6 separate regions of the Mus musculus genome follow, and regions 1, 2, 3, 4 and 6 are each linked to region 5. Evidence: chromatin contacts called from public ChIA-PET, HiChIP or PLAC-seq and promoter capture Hi-C data. All regions are on one chromosome and are shown on one strand. Each heading gives the region's core, a stretch centred on a gene start, on an enhancer-like site or on the middle of the called end of the contact. The rest is flanking DNA. Distances are from core to core; before and after follow the strand shown. Region 1 holds the start of Trpv6 (transient receptor potential cation channel, subfamily V, member 6). Region 2 has its middle 33 kb from the start of Prss2. Region 3 holds the start of Arhgef5 (Rho guanine nucleotide exchange factor (GEF) 5). Region 4 has its middle 17 kb from the start of Nobox. Region 5 holds the start of Fam131b (family with sequence similarity 131, member B). Region 6 holds the start of Nobox (NOBOX oogenesis homeobox).

The links. Promoter capture Hi-C pulls out the DNA fragments that hold promoters and counts their contacts. ChIA-PET counts read pairs in DNA pulled down with a chosen protein or histone mark. HiChIP or PLAC-seq counts read pairs in DNA pulled down with a chosen protein or histone mark.
Region 1: a contact with region 5 is called in a promoter capture Hi-C map of maxillary cranial neural crest. The contact joins the promoter of Trpv6 here to the promoter of Fam131b in region 5. A contact is called at or near these places in 5 of 39 promoter capture datasets (cranial neural crest, frontonasal cranial neural crest, liver and 1 more) and 2 of 115 datasets of contacts at active chromatin or transcription factors (SST interneurons and embryonic forebrain).
Region 2: a contact with region 5 is called in an RNA polymerase II ChIA-PET map of memory CD8 T cells, with 33 read pairs. The contact joins the enhancer-like site here to the promoter of Fam131b in region 5. A contact is called at or near these places in 3 of 39 promoter capture datasets (cranial neural crest, liver and maxillary cranial neural crest) and 4 of 115 datasets of contacts at active chromatin or transcription factors (embryonic stem cells, large pre-B cells, memory CD8 T cells and 1 more).
Region 3: a contact with region 5 is called in a promoter capture Hi-C map of embryonic stem cells, with 16 read pairs. The contact joins the promoter of Arhgef5 here to the promoter of Fam131b in region 5. A contact is called at or near these places in 7 of 39 promoter capture datasets (the 3T3-L1 cell line, cranial neural crest, embryonic stem cells and 2 more), 1 of 484 Hi-C or Micro-C datasets (embryonic stem cells) and 1 of 115 datasets of contacts at active chromatin or transcription factors (pancreatic cancer cells).
Region 4: an H3K4me3 HiChIP or PLAC-seq map of forebrain shows a contact between it and region 5, with 6 times the contacts expected there. The contact joins the enhancer-like site here to the promoter of Fam131b in region 5. A contact is called at or near these places in 7 of 39 promoter capture datasets (the 3T3-L1 cell line, cranial neural crest, hippocampal neurons and 2 more) and 1 of 115 datasets of contacts at active chromatin or transcription factors (forebrain).
Region 6: a contact with region 5 is called in a promoter capture Hi-C map of hippocampal neurons, with 4 times the contacts expected there. The contact joins the promoter of Nobox here to the promoter of Fam131b in region 5. A contact is called at or near these places in 2 of 39 promoter capture datasets (the 3T3-L1 cell line and hippocampal neurons) and 1 of 115 datasets of contacts at active chromatin or transcription factors (forebrain).

The regions. Positions count from the first base shown.
Region 1 is chr6:41,635,095-41,637,794 of GRCm38.p6, reverse strand. It overlaps Trpv6 (transient receptor potential cation channel, subfamily V, member 6), which reads left to right and starts at 1,390. Exons shown (of 15, transcript NM_022413.4): 1 at 1,390-1,812. The coding sequence starts at 1,565.
Region 2 is chr6:41,553,217-41,555,916 of GRCm38.p6, reverse strand. It overlaps Tcrb. Among named protein-coding and RNA genes, the nearest start is that of Prss2, 33 kb to the right of the region's middle. Within about 2 kb of position 1,361, at least 89 of the 459 cell types and tissues checked have an H3K27ac peak or open chromatin away from gene starts, as enhancers often do. A contact at or near this core is called in memory CD8 T cells and pancreatic cancer cells, where this site is marked.
Region 3 is chr6:43,264,363-43,267,062 of GRCm38.p6, reverse strand. Arhgef5 (Rho guanine nucleotide exchange factor (GEF) 5) reads right to left here and starts at 1,419. Exons shown (of 15, transcript NM_133674.1): 1 at 1,320-1,419.
Region 4 is chr6:43,291,361-43,294,060 of GRCm38.p6, reverse strand. No RefSeq gene overlaps it. Among named protein-coding and RNA genes, the nearest start is that of Nobox, 17 kb to the left of the region's middle. Within about 2 kb of position 1,435, at least 95 of the 459 cell types and tissues checked have an H3K27ac peak or open chromatin away from gene starts, as enhancers often do. A contact at or near this core is called in liver, where this site is marked.
Region 5 is chr6:42,323,205-42,325,904 of GRCm38.p6, reverse strand. It overlaps Fam131b (family with sequence similarity 131, member B), which reads left to right and starts at 1,265. Exons shown (of 7, transcript NM_029528.5): 1 at 1,265-1,463. The coding sequence starts at 1,436.
Region 6 is chr6:43,308,264-43,310,963 of GRCm38.p6, reverse strand. Nobox (NOBOX oogenesis homeobox) reads left to right here and starts at 1,410. Exons shown (of 9, transcript NM_130869.3): 1 at 1,410-1,474. The coding sequence starts at 1,438.

The DNA of each region.
Region 1 (2,700 bases), core at 141-2,640, 690 kb after region 5:
AGGTGCATATAAAATATACATACCATATGTCAAACACATGTTGTATACACAATATAGCACCCAGAGCACAGGCATATCACACACACACACACACACACACACACACACACACACACATATTGAGCCTTCCTGATCTTTGAATCAGACATAGAAAACAACAAGCTGAAGCTGGAGAGTGACATACAGACACCTGTGACTTCAACAGCCATCTGCCATCCCAGATAATTGAGCCCCCTGGGAGGCAGAAGAATTTTGAATGAGGCAGAGGTTCTTCCACATAAGGCAAATAAGCCAGATTTATCTGCAGGTTGGCCCCTGCTGCAGTTCAATGCTGCTGCTGCTCCTGCTGCTGCGACCCAGGATGCCTGTGACTTTGTCTGTGGAAGTCTTAACTCTGGCAGAAATCATTTTGCCTATTAGCGTGAGTGCATGAAAAAGCCTAAACAGGGCAGACTACAGAGCACCAGGTGAGTTTGGGTTTCACTTCTCACTTCTCAGACCTCAAGGATTCGCTCTAGCACTTGGAACCTCTATTATCTCCATGGGCAAAATATGAATAGTAACTGCCTTATAGGTTCCACGTGAGTTTGTGGAGACACACTCAATTGTTGCGCCTAGTGCCAGTGGCAATGACCCAATGTCTTTATGGGGAGGTTGCTAGATAAAATGCTCTAGAGCATATAAAATATTTATATTTATTGAAAAAAATTATCTAGGCATTCTTATAGCTTTAATTTCCAGACAAAGTTTCCCTGTGTAGCACAGGCTGCCCTCCAACTTTCCATTTTCTGCATCTACATATACAGGGCTGGAATTACAGGTTGGTGCCACCTCACTGGGACCAACCTGTGTCTTATTTGGTAACCCACCTACCCCTAGAAAAATCCCAATCTTCCACCACTAGATTTTATACCCTGACTCACTAGCTTGGGGATGGATATTACATCATTAAATGGTGATAATGGAGACCACCCACAGCCAAAGAGAAAAGACTATACTGGGTTTATAATGCCTAAAATACTTACATGTAGTGTCTGGTACTTTACAGAAACCAGTGCTAACTCAAAGTGGGTGAGATTTTTGCTATTTATATATTTGTTCAGGGCCAGGTGAGACATTTAACCCTGAGAGTCAAGAGAACTTAAAACCCAGACCTTCAGTAAAAACAGACAGAAGTTCCTCCATCCTGCAATGAGCCTGACCTGTCCCAGCCTTCCTAGAAAAAGGTCACTGGGTATCCCAAAGTCCAGGGGCCAGCTCTTTAATCTCTTTGAAGACCTAAGAACAGGGGAAGAGTTCCAGGGTGGAGAGAGTTGCAGCTGACGCATGGTCTCAGTAGGCAGGACTTTGGGGCCTGTCTCTTTAAATCTCAGGTAATTTGGGAGGAGGGAGGGAGTGCCCACATAGCTCCTGCTCACTCCCAACAGGAGCTCCAGAGACACAAGCCCAGCAGATTTCCAGCCCGGCCAAGAGGAACAAAGCAGGAGCCCTCTTCAGGCTCCTAGGGGCAGCCACGGGAAGCCTCAGCAGCTCCACAGGTGAAGTAGGAGACAGAAGACAGGAGACGGGACCTCTACAGAGAGAGGACAGGCCGGCTCTTGGGGGTGCCAATGTGGCCCCAGGGTCGAGCCCAGTTGGGGTCTGGCATCAGCCTCAGCCCCCCAAGGAACCAGCCTTCCACCCCATGGGGTGGTCCCTGCCCAAGGAGAAGGGGTTAATACTCTGCCTATGGAACAAGTTCTGCAGATGGTTCCACAGACAAGAGTCCTGGGCTCAGAGCCGAGACGAGCAGAACCTGCTGCAGCAGAAGAGGTAAGTTTGCCATCTGCTTCTGCGTCTTCTACCTCTGCAGCAGCAGGGCTTACACCCCACCCCTCCTGGCTTGCTTGAGTCTTCTCTTAGCACCCTGTCTGGACAGTTTGTGCCCCTTGTTAGCACCGTCTCCTGAGCCTTAGCCTGTGAGCCTAGCTGGCCAGAATGTCAGGTGGGAAGTTGCCTGGGCACAGTTGTTAGTTTCCCTTAAGGTACCATTCATTTCTGCAGGATTCCTGTGAGTACTTCCCCAGTAGCCAGGCATCTCACTACCCCCTTGTAAGCTATCTCCCCAAAAGGTGATGGTGGCAGCGTAATATCTTATGTATCTCTACTCCATGCCCCTACAGCAGACTATAACAGAAACACATTTTATATAGAAGCATGCATGTGGAAATGAATGAGTGACTGAATAAATAAAGAGGTAAGAAAAGATGGCAAAAAATATGAAAATACATATCATTCCTGTGCATCTGTCTCAGCTACTTGAGTTTAAAGAACCAACAATGCTCGGTTGCAGCCTGGAGTGTCTTCCCCCTCTATTCATGGGTTGGCATGGACTCCTGGGCTCAATGCCAAAGATGCTCACCATGCTATCTTTCAGGCTAGGGGGACTGGGAGAGAGTCTGGAGTTTAAGCCCTTAGAAAATCTCCTATTTTGATTCTATCTGCTAAAAGTAGACTTCCTTCTATTTACTTGGTAGCCACTCCTGACTCATGGCATCTTAGAGTTGGCTTTGAGAGCAGGAAAATGGATGATCCACTGGATCTTGGGCCCAACCTGTGAGCACTCTTCTCTCTGACATTGCCATTGGGGTTCCACATCCATTTGGTGACATGCTAAAAGGAAGTCCTGCTTTTGTGGCTTCCCTCCAAGGCAATTCAGTG
Region 2 (2,700 bases), core at 112-2,611, 770 kb after region 5:
ACACTGTGTGTGTGTGTGTGTGTGTGTGTGTGTGTGTGTGTGTGTACATTAAAAGGAGAAACGATTTTTAGCTAGATTTAATACAATTAAGTTCCAAATGAGAGGATTGTTTGAATAGAAACACAGAAATCTCAGCGTCTTTAAAGTCTTGGAAACAGCAAATGAGAAAAAGAAAATCCTAGTGATGGCTAAGGATAATGTAGCACACAAGAAGAGGCTGTTTAAGGAGAGTCCTGAAAACCATGTATACACACTAGAGCAAGTCATTATCCTGCATTTAGTTATCTGCCTCTATTTATGCATAAAGATTCTGCTGCCATAACTGTTTCAATTGTACCCAAAGGTCAAAACCTCAGTCATTATAACTAGGGAAAACAGGAAAACACTTCAGGATGGCATATCCTAATAGTAGGTGCTACCTGCTGCCAACATCAATGTCATGGTTCCTGGTTAAATGTGGCTTCTTTTCTAGGAGATCTGTAAGGATGCTGATTTTGACTTTGACTTTATAAATGTGTCACAATAACTATCCCTAAGGATATCATTGCCTGATTTTCACACACAGGCTGCTGAGGACCACAGAAGTTAGAGAAACTCCCCTCAAGGATCTAAGCCATAATGGGATTGACTGGGGCCCCTTGACTGCTTCTAGAAGGTAGAAAAAGGCCCAGCCTTAGGAAGGCTGGGCTACTTCATATGATTTTTTAAAGATTATATGATTTAGTTGAGTGTGTGATGGATAGAGCAGGATTGGCTTGTATATTTTGCGAGTTCCCACTTCCTCATTTGAGAGTTTCTGGAGGTCTGGTTTTCCATTCTTTCCTGTGTTGTGTGTAGACGTTTCCCTCATCTTACCCACATGAGGCAGGAAATACAAAGCACATTCACTTTACAGCCCTTACTCACAGAGGATACACCCCAGCGAAAGCCAGCCAATGAATGCAGGACAGACAGACCATCTATTTTTCATTCGGTTTATTATTTAGACTCTGTTCCTGTGACTCATTACATGAATGGGCTCTCATTACATTAGTTGAAGGAAATGGAGGATACTTGTGAAGAGAGGGTGACTGGAGTTGGGGTTAAGTGGAAAGAGAAGTGGGAAGAGCGGTGATGTGGGAGCCATGGGAACCCTAATGAGGTCAGAGCTGTTATTGCACCTGTCTCCATGGTGCATACTGAAGGCTTCTGTTTCCTGTGTGACTTCTAACAGATGTAAGATAGTTTAGATGGGGGGCTTGAGATGAGATATATGGGTTCCCCTTTAGAGACCCTCCTCTTGGTTGTTCTCACTGTCACGGTGATAGCTAGAGGCTGAGGTAGAAAGGGCTGCATGAGAAGGGTTTGAAGACAGGATGTGGCAAGTGTGGTTCCCAAAATGCTCAGAATGTGAGTGAGTGGGGGAGCATTCACAGGCACCCCAGATGTAGGACCTGGTAAATGTCAAACCACATCCTGTTGTGACTCCTGGAGATGGAGCTATGGCAGGTGGCCATTCTTACTTGGTGCTGATGTTACTTACAGATAAACAGCCAGACCTGGGGTGAGATGCTTCCACCCCTTCCCCCATTGTCTTCAGGAACCGAAAAGTCCCAGGAATGCATCTCTTCACTTGCTGATGTTTGATGAAAAACAGTTCTTCTTAAGATTATTTTTTTTATCATGTTCCTATATCTCTTTGCTGGAATCGGTCAGGGAAACAAGTATTAAGGGTCCTACTGTGCCTGGTTAACTATGGGACTCAAGATCAGCACTGTCCCTTTGCAGGTCAGATGCCTTGTAAGATATATCACAATGTGTGTGTCTGGAGCTGGGAAGGACTTAGATTTCCCCACTTACCATTCTGTCAGTGCTACAAGGCCTGCAGAATTTTCATCAACAAACCACTAAGTAGGGTCTGAGGCTCCTTATGGAGCACCTTGGTTCACAGGAATTGAAGGGATCTGGAAAGCTGGAGATGGTAAATGCATTCTGCAGCTGGGGAGAGAGGAGGGGGAAGAACTGATTCTCTGAGTTTTAGCAGATCCTGGACTCCAGGCAGAGTTTGGAGAACATGTGCTCCATATCGAGCTGAGATCTTGCTGTGATTTTGTGAATCACTTGTATAAGATTAAATAAGGCGACATGATCCCATCTGAGAGAGTGTGAGGATAGAGGGATAAATATAATGGACTACAGAATTAGAATCTTGTTGAGACTTGGTAAGTTTGGAAGAAGCACTAAAGAAATAAATGCAAGAGAACCGAAGTACATTTTGGTCTCCTGCACATCCTCACAGATAGAAAAGCAACAATTTGCACACACAGAGGGGGTACATGGCTCAGATGCAGCACATGTGTGAAAGAACTAGAGTTTTGAGTCCCAAGTGATCTCTGAGTCAACGGCAGGATGTAGACATACAAAGGTAAAAAGTCGCCCCACCCAAATGATACCTAACACATCAAAAACAAGGGGTATAACTAACTCCCTCTTTACTCTATGTAGGTCAGAACCCACCTGGTGCTGAGTTTTTTTTTTTTCTGAATACAGTGCTTTCAGAATGATAGAAGGATAAAAGTGAGCTGAAATGTTTTTATAAGAAAGTAACTGATCCACTAGGAGAAAGAAATGCTCAGAACTGTACATTTGAGGGAATGAGAGAGAGAGAGAGAGAGAGAGAGAGAGAGAGAGAGAGAGAGAGAGAGAGGGAGGGAGAGAGAG
Region 3 (2,700 bases), core at 170-2,669, 940 kb before region 5:
ATGGGCAGCCATACCCTCCAGGGAAAACAGATATATGAAAACTTTGGCTACATCTTCAATTTCTGTATTCTTTTGAAAAGAGGTACCCCTTCACATTCCTTCTGACTTGTCCCTCCCAATGCTTACATCTCTCTTTTACCACAAACTTAGAATTTAGAAGCTGTCTGTCCTCTACTCAGCCTCCCCCTTGTCCCCTCCAAGTCCTTTTAAGGTCCATGGGTTCTGTCTTAGACCCGAGGACTGGTTAACAAATGATGACTGTTTTGATAGAGCCAGAAGCTTGCATACCCCAGGTGTAGATAAAGCAGGAAGTGTGGGAAGAGGCCACACTGGGGGCTGTTTCTCTGGGACTTGGTGCTTTTGAAGTAAAGCTGAGAGCACAGTGGGAGAGCAAGGGAGGAAGGAAGCTGAAAGGAAAACCACCCTCTCAACTCTCCAGTTTGGTGTGCCCTTCCCCCTCAGTCTGACACAGCGCTGGCCAGAGTTCACTGCTAGGCCGACAGGAGGACAAGATTGTCCAGAGAACCCAAGATCCAGGAAAGGGGGAGGGGAAGAAGACTTGAAAACTGAGGCTCTAGGGCTAGCTCTCCCGGATCAGTTCTGGAAAAAGGCATTTATAGAAGATGCCCCAAACTAGGGCTCTGAAAATGGGCTACCGCACCGCGATATTCCGAATAGCTCTCTTACACGTTCCTTAGAACCTTGTGCCGAGGCCAACAAGAAACTCCCTATACACAGGTAAATGGGGGAGAGGGAACTCAGGGCAAGGATCCCTGATTCAGATTTCAGAGCCTTAGTTAACAGCGGAGAGAGAGGTGTGTACATAGATTCACACATACGTAGGCATGTAAATGCCGCGAAGATAACGAAGCAAGGCCCAGGCCTGGTTACAAAAGAAAAAAAAAAGACACTTCCAGGTAAGGAACCGTCTAGAAACTGAATCTCAAGAATTCTTTATCATAGGAGTTAGCTTTCCCCAGGGCCCCGACTTTCCGGGTGGAAAAAAGTTCTGATTATTGGCCCGGGAACATTGCGGGGCAGGGTGCCCATTTCCAAGGCTCAGACCTGGTTGGAAAGCAAAGTTTGCCAGGAGGCCATTCCTTCCAGCTCCCTTCCCGGTCCCGACCAGGTACTCAGCCCCTCACTCGGAGCCCGGCCCACTGGCCCAGCCCCCCATTTCCGGAGTCTGCGCCCCGGGACCTGGCCGGGACTGGTCCCGGGGGAGGCCTAGTTCTCTCTTCTTTCCCGCCCCTGCCTTACCTCCACCCGGCTCCACGACCACCCAGAGTCCGGGGCTCAGAAGAGAAGAGAGCACCCACCTGGTCGGAGTCACATGCTGCCCCGGGCTGGCCCGAGAGTCCCCTCCAGGTCCGGGCGCCCGCCGCGGTCCCCAGCCAGGCCAGGCCGCCCCGGCGCCCCACCCGCGGCCCGCCCCTGCCGCCGGACGGGAGGGAGGGACCGGCTTCTCCCAAGGAAGTTTCAGGTGAGGAAACAGGGACACACCTTCCCGGGGGAGGGGCAGCTCCGGGCAGAGCTGGGAAGAGCGAGCTCCGCGGGATTGAGCTCTACCCACAGCACCGGCAGGCCGTGGCCGTCCAGGGGCAGAACCCAGGCAGGAGTCACCAAGGAGCCGCAGGAGAGAACTGGGCACGGGACTCGCCGGTGTCCGGCGTGGCCCTAGACTCCCCTGCGTGTCTCTTCCTCCGTGGGTCCTCGTCAGGTCTCCAACTGAGGCTCATCCGGACCCGGCTGACTTTCTGCCCCTCGATGTTTCCGAACATCTGAGATTTGGGATTGTCAGCGTGTTTCTTTACTTGGTGTTTGCCATAAGATAAAGGGTTCTTGCACAAGTTCTTCTGTTCCTGTCTGTATGCTTCTCTATCTCTTGTCTCTCCCTCTCTACCCCCCTCTCTCCTTCCCATGTTCCTCTCTCTCTTCACTGGGTGCATGTGAAACATTCTTATGTCTTTTCTGTAGATAGCCTCTGTTTGCCACCATGTTCCAGAGTTCATTTTAAGATCTTATGTCTCAGTTTGTATGACCCTCCTCTGTTCTTTCCAGTATTCGGAGAGAGAATACACACACACACACACACACACACACACACACACACACACACACCTTTACCTAATGACAGGAACTTTGGATGTTCTGTCCACAGGCTCCCTCCCCAAACCCATTCCTGGCTCTGGGGGGTACCATAATGACTTTTTCCCCAGGAGAATTAACAGGCTCTTTGGCTGTTTTTCTTTTAGGAATGCTGTGGCCCACAACTGCAATCAGCTTTTGTGGGTAGACTGTCCCCTGATCCCTGTGTCCACCGCTGCTGCACTGGCCCTGGCAGAAGAGGCTAAGCAGTTGTTTGGAAGGCCCTGCAGAATCAAACATGACCAAGGGAGAAAGGCCTCCTCTCTGATAGTCCCGAAGCAATGCAGTGTTCAAAAAATGCCCTAGTTCCGTCATGCTCTTTTGGAGGATTAAACTTTAAAGAGTTTAGCTAGCTTAGACACACTCATAATTGCAGTGAAGTATACAGGAAATAATAAGAAATGCCAAGTCTAGGATTCGGCCATATAAGGGCAGGCCAGCATGCTTCATAAACCCAGCAAGGGCATAGAACAAGGAGTGAAGAGAATCTGAAAATTAAAGCTGGTCAAAAAGTTCCTTCTAGACTGGGAGAGAAACCCTAAGGACTCAGAA
Region 4 (2,700 bases), core at 186-2,685, 970 kb before region 5:
GAAGTCATTCTCGTGTCCAGGGATTAATTACCACAAAATTATGTTTGTTTTGGTGGTGGAGACATGAGCAGCCAAGTATAACAACAGAATAAAAAAAATAAGACTTTCTGGCATCGGAGAAATGGCTCAGTTGGTAAACTGCTTGCTGCAAAAGCCCGAGTACCTGCATTTGATCCCCAGCATCCAAATAAAAATCCGGGGCATACCTGAAATGCCCATGGTGGGAGGGCAGAGACAGGAGAATCTCCAGAGCTCCCTGGCCAGCCACTCTAATTAGCAAGTTCAATGCTCACTGAGAGACCCTCTCTCTAGAAATAAAGTAGAGAGCAAGTGAGAAAGCACTCACAAGGGCATACAGGAGCACCTGCTCAACTGCCAATTTGCTTTCTAATCCCTGTTTCTCTTCGGTTAGTTAATTCTGACATTATTTCATTCCCGGGAGGAAATCCAGTCTTCTGGATCAAATCCACCGTGTCCAAAAATTCTTTTTTTTTATGTTTCTCCTCCAAATTTAAACACATACACATGCATACACACTAGCACATGCACGCACAGACACACAGAACATACGTTCTCACTAGAATCTCAAGGCCCACTGTGTAAGGATAATAAATCACTCGGAAACCACACCTTGACCCTTGTTTCCAATCTGTTGCTCAGCCCAGCTCAGCACCATCACGTGCACCTGCTTATTAACCACCCATCCCGGTGAGCACCAGCACTCCTGCTCCCTCAGAATCACCGGGGCTGCTCATTCTGTCTGTCCAACCTTGCTACCTCTCAGCCAATCACCTTCGACCTTTTATGACAACAGCAAACTCCAAAGGCAACCTGCTGAAATCTCAATGGAGAGCACAGAGCTATTTGCACCTGTAGCTCATATTTAATTAATTGGCTGTGTGACATTTAGCAAGTCCCTTCCCATCTCTAGCTCCACTAAGTCTGTCTAAGGACAGGACTGAGGCTGTTAAGATACAAAGGTCTTCAGGAGTTTTCAGCCCCAATAGGGAAAAATCTCCCTCGGGTCACAATTTGATCTTAGGAAAACACCCAAGAACTAGCTGGATGCGTCCCATCTTCTTTTCCTTTTATCCCAGGACTGCTTACTCCTTTGGTGGCCTACAGTTTCTCTGTGACTCTGATCTATCATAGCTGATGGTCTGTTGATCTTGGCTGCCTTCCCTGAACAGTCTGAACTTTCTCGTTGGTGTTCGGGAGCCCCTCGGTCTGCAAGCAGATTTAGAATTTCCATATTAGTGCACACACAGACTGGCTCTTACTCCACAGTTTCCGTTTGCATTGTTCAGGAAGAGTTGCCTCTCTGAAAGACTCAGGTAAGGTGCCAGGAAAATATTTATCTGCTCATTGGTGCTTCATTTGTGGCCAGACTTAGCCCTTCCCTATTGCAAGTTCTGCCCTCAGGCACCATGACTCATTCACCAAGCAGCAGGGATCACCAGTCACCTCCACCCTTACCAGCTGGGAAAAACAGCTTAGAGTTCCTTTCTTCCCCAAATTCTGTCCACTGCCCACCCAGAATCCACACTCCCTGCTCACTGGATGCCATTTCTTTTTGTAACATTCTGTGGCCATTAGACTGAGCACCCTTACAAGGAAGGAACAAGGAAACTTTCCACTAGTAACTGTCATCTTCAAAACAGGCAGGTTGGAAAGATGGGTCAAAGGGCATAGAGTAGAGAATGTTCTGTATCAAAGCAAGAAGTTTATTCGACTCCTGGCTGAGTTTGGCCCATCTCTCCAGATCAGTTGCTTGTGACCTTTGGCCTTTCCACACACCTAGTTTCAGAGTGAGAAGATTACACTAAGCTGCTGGCTCCTGTCCCTACAGTCATGCAGCTCCTGAGTCATGTTTACAGCTAATGTGGCTTTAGGGGCATTGGTCTGTGGTAGTGAAAAAAACCAAGTCATCACCACTTAACATATTTACACAGAGGTCTCAGAGCCAAGCTCAAACATGCACAAGTGCTCAGCAGCGCTGCGGGGAGGTGGATTAGGAAGTAGTCGCTGTCTGCAAAGGGCCAAAACACTGGTTTTTACAATTTGATTCAGACAACAATTATTAATAAAGGAAACAGCACTAAATACTTAATCACATAATTAGATACATAATGTGGGAAATACCATTGAAAAAGCACAAATTATGTGGGTACCTCAAGAGAATCCAAACTACAATCAAGTTTACGTTTAGGAGATAAAACCTGTGTCATAGGAAGGAAGTCAATATATGTAATCTATTTAGACCCTTGAATAAGAGTTATCCCAAAGGTTAATTTTTAAAAGGGGACTGTGGAGTGGAGATGAGTAGTGGAATGTTGGCCTCCCAATCAATGCTCTAAATTTGAGTCCCAGACCTGAAAAGTAAGGGAAAAAAAAAATCCCCACAGGTTGCTGTTATAAAAACTCATTCTAACTGATGCACTAAATAATATGCAATAAAAATCCTAAACTCATAGTTAACTTTAACTGAAAGCGGTGGTGAACAGACTTCGAATAAGCAACTCACAAGAATTTGTAAAAATGACTCAGTTTGCTGTAAACAGGTACATAAAGGAATCAGCTCAGCACACATTTCCTTGATTGTAAGCTCCATGGCCCTCTCTGTTCAGATCTAAAAGCAGGCCTATTGGTGATGACATCCCCCAACCCCGTGCATGACTTTACTTAGAAAAGCAACAAAAA
Region 5 (2,700 bases), core at 16-2,515:
CTCCAAACTTCCAATCTTTATAAACTTCCTGGTCTCAGGAATTTTGTTATAGTACCAAAATGAGCAAAAATATCTATCCTCTCCCATATCTTCATCTGGGATGTCATCAGACGTAATTCCTCAATCATAATCTAAATGTCACAAACTTACACGTGTAAGGCATGCCCTTTTTCTCTGCCTCAAACCCACAAGGCCTCCTGCCCCTCTTCCTCTCTAATCCCAGGAAAGAGACAAAAACCTATGGAAAACAAGCTGGCCCAGAATTAGTGTTTGCTTTTTGTTGTTACCATTGTTGTCAATGGTACCACCCAGACCCGCTTGCCCAAGGTTTGCAGTTACTGGTTCGACTAAGAGGAAATGGTCTCCTTGTCCTTCCTAGTGTGTCTTCTAGACTCTTCTTGCCAGTTGAAATAGTGCCTGCTGACTCTCCCAACTCAGATCTCCCTTTCCTTTCCCATGGGGCCCTTGGTGTAGTGCTGACCCTTCTCGGCAGGGGGCAGTATTCTCCCTTTTGCTGCTTCCGGACATCCACATAAAGCTCAGAAAAGTTAAATTCTGATTTAAAGCCATGTCTTGCGGCCGGTTTCCGATCCTGATATTTTCATTTCCCTACAGCTGCAATAGAATTATTCCCATTCTCCTCCCATCCGGACCCAAGCCTAGAGCTAGAATACTTGCACCATCCCCACACCCATCCCAAAACAGCTAGAGGACAGGGAAGCATCTCGCAGCATCCACTGGCAAAGACTTCACAATATGTTTGGGTGGGCAAAGCAACGCACGTGAAACGCCGGGCAACCAGAACAGCATCCAATCCCGATTCGTGCGTCCCAGATGCAGCATCAGGAAGAAAACAAATGTTTGCGGAATTTGGTACCCAAGGCCAAGCAGGGTGTTCTCTCATCTCCGCCCCACTTTCTCTCTCGGCCTTCTCACCCCGCAGCCCTCAAAGTCCATCAAGCATATCCTAAGGGTGGGCCCTGGCTTCCTGACCGGGCTCCTGAGACAAGCGGGTTATTATCCACATTCTCCATCAGCATCTCCCGGGAGAACTCAGCGGGGATGGCGAGGAGCTCAGGGGCGGGGGTTGCGAAGGACAGGCGGAGGGACGTGGTTGCAGCGCGGCGAGGGGCGCGGGGAGCGCGGTGCCCGGTCGGGGGCAGGGCGGGGAGGCTCTGCGCGCAGCCAATCCCCGAGCAGCCCCCTCCCCGGCCGCGGAGAGCTGAGCGGGGCGGGGGAGCCAGGCGGTGGCGGCGGCGGCAGCGGCGGCGACGGAGGCTGCCGTGGGGAGGGATGGAGAGGGGAGGGGGGAGCGGAGCCGAGCGGAGACAGCCGCGGCGCTGCAGAGCGGCTGGGGCGGCGGCGCGGTTCCCGGTGCTCCCCCCGGCGAGGGCCCCGAGTCGGTGAGGGCCGGGACCCGGCGGCCCCCGGAGCCATGGGCTGCATCGGCTCGCGGACTGTGGGTGGGTACCGCAGCCCGGCGCGGGTCAGGGGCAAGCTCGCCCCGGGGCGCTCCTCCGGCCCCCTCCCCCATCCCCATCCTTGCCCCTGGGGACCTCCCTCCGCGCCCGCCCGGCCCTGCCTCGCGCCTTTACTTTCCCTCCATCCGCTAAGGTCCCTCTATCCTTGTGCCCTCGCGCCTCCAGGGCTTCCATCCCTCTCAGCTCATAGCCTTCTCTCCATCGCCCTCCCGCAGGCGCGGTCCTTCCCTGGTAGCCTCTCCACAGCATCCTTCGCGGCTCAGTCGCTGTTCCCTACTCCCGATGGCCCCATCCCTCCACCTTCAGGCCATTCGCGTCTACTCTGCTGTAGCCAGAGCCTCCCCGAGCCCTTCTTTCGGGAGCAGCCCCTCTTCTCAGAACCTCCTCTCCAGCCTCATCCCTGACTTTCTTCCGCACGCCCCCTCCCATCTTCACCCTCTTCTCCATATGGCATGTGTGTTTTGCCCCCAACCATTTCCCTCTTGGTAGCCTTTTCCCGTCGCTCCTGCCTCCCCCCGATTTGCTTTGTTCACGTGCATTTTCCCTCTGGGGCGGGGGCGGGAAGAGCGTGTGCCACCGGGAGGGAATGGGTTCCACGCTTGGAGGGAATGGTCTTGGGCCGGGGTGCTCTGGAAGAGCCGTGGACTCAGGGAGGAGGTGGAGGTTTACCTCCCCGAGAGAGGTCGGGAGTCCGCTTCCCAGAGGGTGGGGTCCGCCTAGGAACCCTGGGACCCGCCTGCACCTGTCAGCGGGGGCAGGCGGAGCAGGGCCGGCTTTTTATTTACCTTTGGCAGGGGGAGGGAAGAAAGGCGCTTCCTTAATGGTCCTCTCCTTCCAGCCCCTGCCTTACTACCGCCCCCTACCCCCACCCTACGCATCCATTCCACTTTAGGGCTGAACACATTAGTACAGTCCTCTCCCAAACCCCCCAATTTTCCCCTTCCTAACTCCCAATTTCTCCCGCCTACACGCCCTAGTGACCTCAGGCTGAGAGAATAATTCGTATTATTATTACAAACAAACTACACTCTCCGGAAGCCTGATTTCTGAGACCCGGTTTATTTCCATGGAGACCCTCCTCTGCTTTTACCTCTTTCCCTGTTCTCCTCCCCTCCATCTCCCTGCCCCCTAAGGCTCTGACTCAGCTCCCCCTCTTCCTCAAAGGCCACCCCCTCCCTCCCCTCGCTCCCACTCTTCTCCGAGAGAGCTTGCTCTGCCT
Region 6 (2,700 bases), core at 161-2,660, 980 kb before region 5:
TGGACAGTGACCATATAGTACTGACATGGCCCATTCCACTGAGCTACTGTCAGAATCTGTGACTTCCAATAAGCTGCTGTGGGGAAGGCAGGCATTTCCCCCCCCCCTCCGCCCTAGTTTCTGGTACACAGTAGTTGTCCTTTAAATGATTACACTAGAAAACCATAATGTTCCAGCCACAACCAAATGATGCTGGGTTTCCCATAGAGAACAGCTTCACTGGGCCCACACCCTGCTGGCCTTACAGAACGCTGCAGATATTCTAGCCCAGAAACTGGATTTTGAGCCTAAAATTCTCTTTAAAGAGTTGGGGGGTGGGGGGTGGGGGTGGCTCATGCCATCGTCCTAAGACTATGGGGTCAAGGGATACCTTTCAGGAGTTGGTTCTCTCCAACATTTCACTGGGGGCTGAACTCAGGTTTGTAAAACAAGCGCATTTTTTTTTTTTTAATTTTTACCACCGAGCCATCTCACTGGCCTTTAGTTAATTTAGAGCTTTATGTTGCAGAAATAACTAAGACTCCTACTCCTGTCAGAAGTCTCTCAAAAATGATCTTTAGACACAGGAAAATGTCCCGGTAGCTGATTGTTTAATATGGCAGGAAAAAAATGCCTGGTGTCCAGAACCTTGGAAGTAACTAAAATCAAAACACGTGAGCCCGGGTTAGAAGCGGCTCTTCCTCCCCCAGCTTGCCGCAGCTGTTTCAATCTGGCCAACACTCACATTCCTCACCCCCCTCCCACTCCACTCCGGTTGAAGAAGAAGTAAGAACTGTATAATTTTGCTATCTTTTTTCCTAACAGAAATAAACATTCCATGAACCAGGAGTCTCTCTTATCCTGGTTCAATATCCAGAAAGCTGATATTCAATGGGCAAGCCTAATAAGAAAACCTGGACTCGCTTGAACCTCGTCTATACTTGCAAACTTGTGCGGGATCCGAGAGGTTTAGTCTCCTCCAGGCCTGGGGTACTTTCAACTCCATTCCTGTCTTTGCCCCTGGATCTGTATGTTAAGGCTACTCAAGTCAGTTAGGACTTTGAGGCACAAGAATCCTTGAAGCAAGCAGTAGCTAGGACAGGCTCATATTCAAGGGTCAAGAGGGGAGCCACAACCATGTCCGTTCACTGCGTGCTAGGATGTGGGTTAGCCTGGGATCCCCCCTTCCATTGCTGTTCTGCTCCTGCCCCGACTTTGGGGAGGTGTCTTTGACCAGTATCTGGTACCCTTGGCTCACAGGGAACTGCAGGATGGCTCTCCCAGCCCCCACCCCAGGTGTGCGGTGCCTCGCCCTGGGGGTGGAGTTGGGGGGCGCCAGCTCCGCTGCGGCTGCGCTGCATGACCTGTGCAGACTCCACACACCTGGCCACCCCACGGACTTCATTAAAGCCGCGCGCCTGTGGTACCAGGGCGAGCTCAGGAGAGGGAGCCTGGGCCATGGAACCTACGGAGAAGCTCTGCAAGAAAATGCAGGGTGAGCACCCATTGGGGATTGGCCTTAGTGAGGACGGTTTGCTGAGCCTGTGAGGGCTGCTGCTCACTGGGCCAGCCTCGAGAGCATGTTTAGGTCTGTGGGTAATGGGAAAGGGGGGTCACCTAACCACATCCTTCTGGTGAGGGATCATCTCCGGTGTGCTGGGGATAAAGAACCGCTCTAACCTAGCTTCTCCCACTCTTCGCCCCTTTCACTACGGTACATTAGTGGAATAAGGTCCATGTTTGTGGAGTGCCTACTCCGTACCATGCTTATTACTGTGCTACATGTTAATCACCGTTATGAAACTTTTTGTTTGTTTGTTTGTTTGTTTGTTTGTTTGTTTTTTGAGACAGGGTTTCTCTGTATAGCCCTGGCTGTCCTGGAACTCACTTTGTAGACCGCCTGCCTCTGCCTCCCAAGTGCTGGGATTAAAGGTGTTTGTCCCAGCGACCCTTGACACCATTACTGCCTTCACCCTCTGGTTGCACCCCGCCTCCACCTCTCTGACAGGGTTCTACGGTGTATATAGAATCATCTGGAAAAGGCGCCTGGGCCAGGACTTGCCCCCAGCTTTATCTATTATTAGAAAGTTTTTTTAGAGGTATAGTCAAAGGCTTCAGTTACCGTTTACTTACACAGTTTCTGGTTTCGTTGGAAATGACAGCAACTCCCTGAGGTGAATTTTCTTTTGTGATAAGTACTTGAAGTAACTAGGAGAAGCGTTTGGATTCCAGGAGGTGGCTGAGAGTAGACTGAGCCCCTGGACCGAATCCCTGTGTGATCTTGGGTTGATTATTTAAAGCCTACCCGCATTTCTTCACCTAGGGGGAAGTACATGGGGGTGAGGGGGAGGTCAAATGGGTTCTGTGCTCCACTGCAAGCCCATCTCTAAGAGTTGCCTAAGCGGCGGGGAGGGCGAGCTTCGCAGCTGGTTGGAGGGTTTTTTCCTTCCAGATGAGGGCTTCCTCACCTGCAGAAGAGTGGGACTGGGCGGAAGGAAGGAGAGGAGGGAGGAACCAGAACACGTGGATTGAGGGCTAGGAGGGGGAAAGGATTGGGGAAGGTAAAGCCTCCATCATTCATTCATGTGATTCCCCCTCTGATGGCCTCTGCCGCTCGTGCCTGGGCTCTGGAAGATCCAGGGCCCTGCTTTATCTCCTCTGCAACCCACAGTGCCTTGCTTCCCTTCTGAAACCAGGGCTAGTCTGAGGAAAGCCAGGATG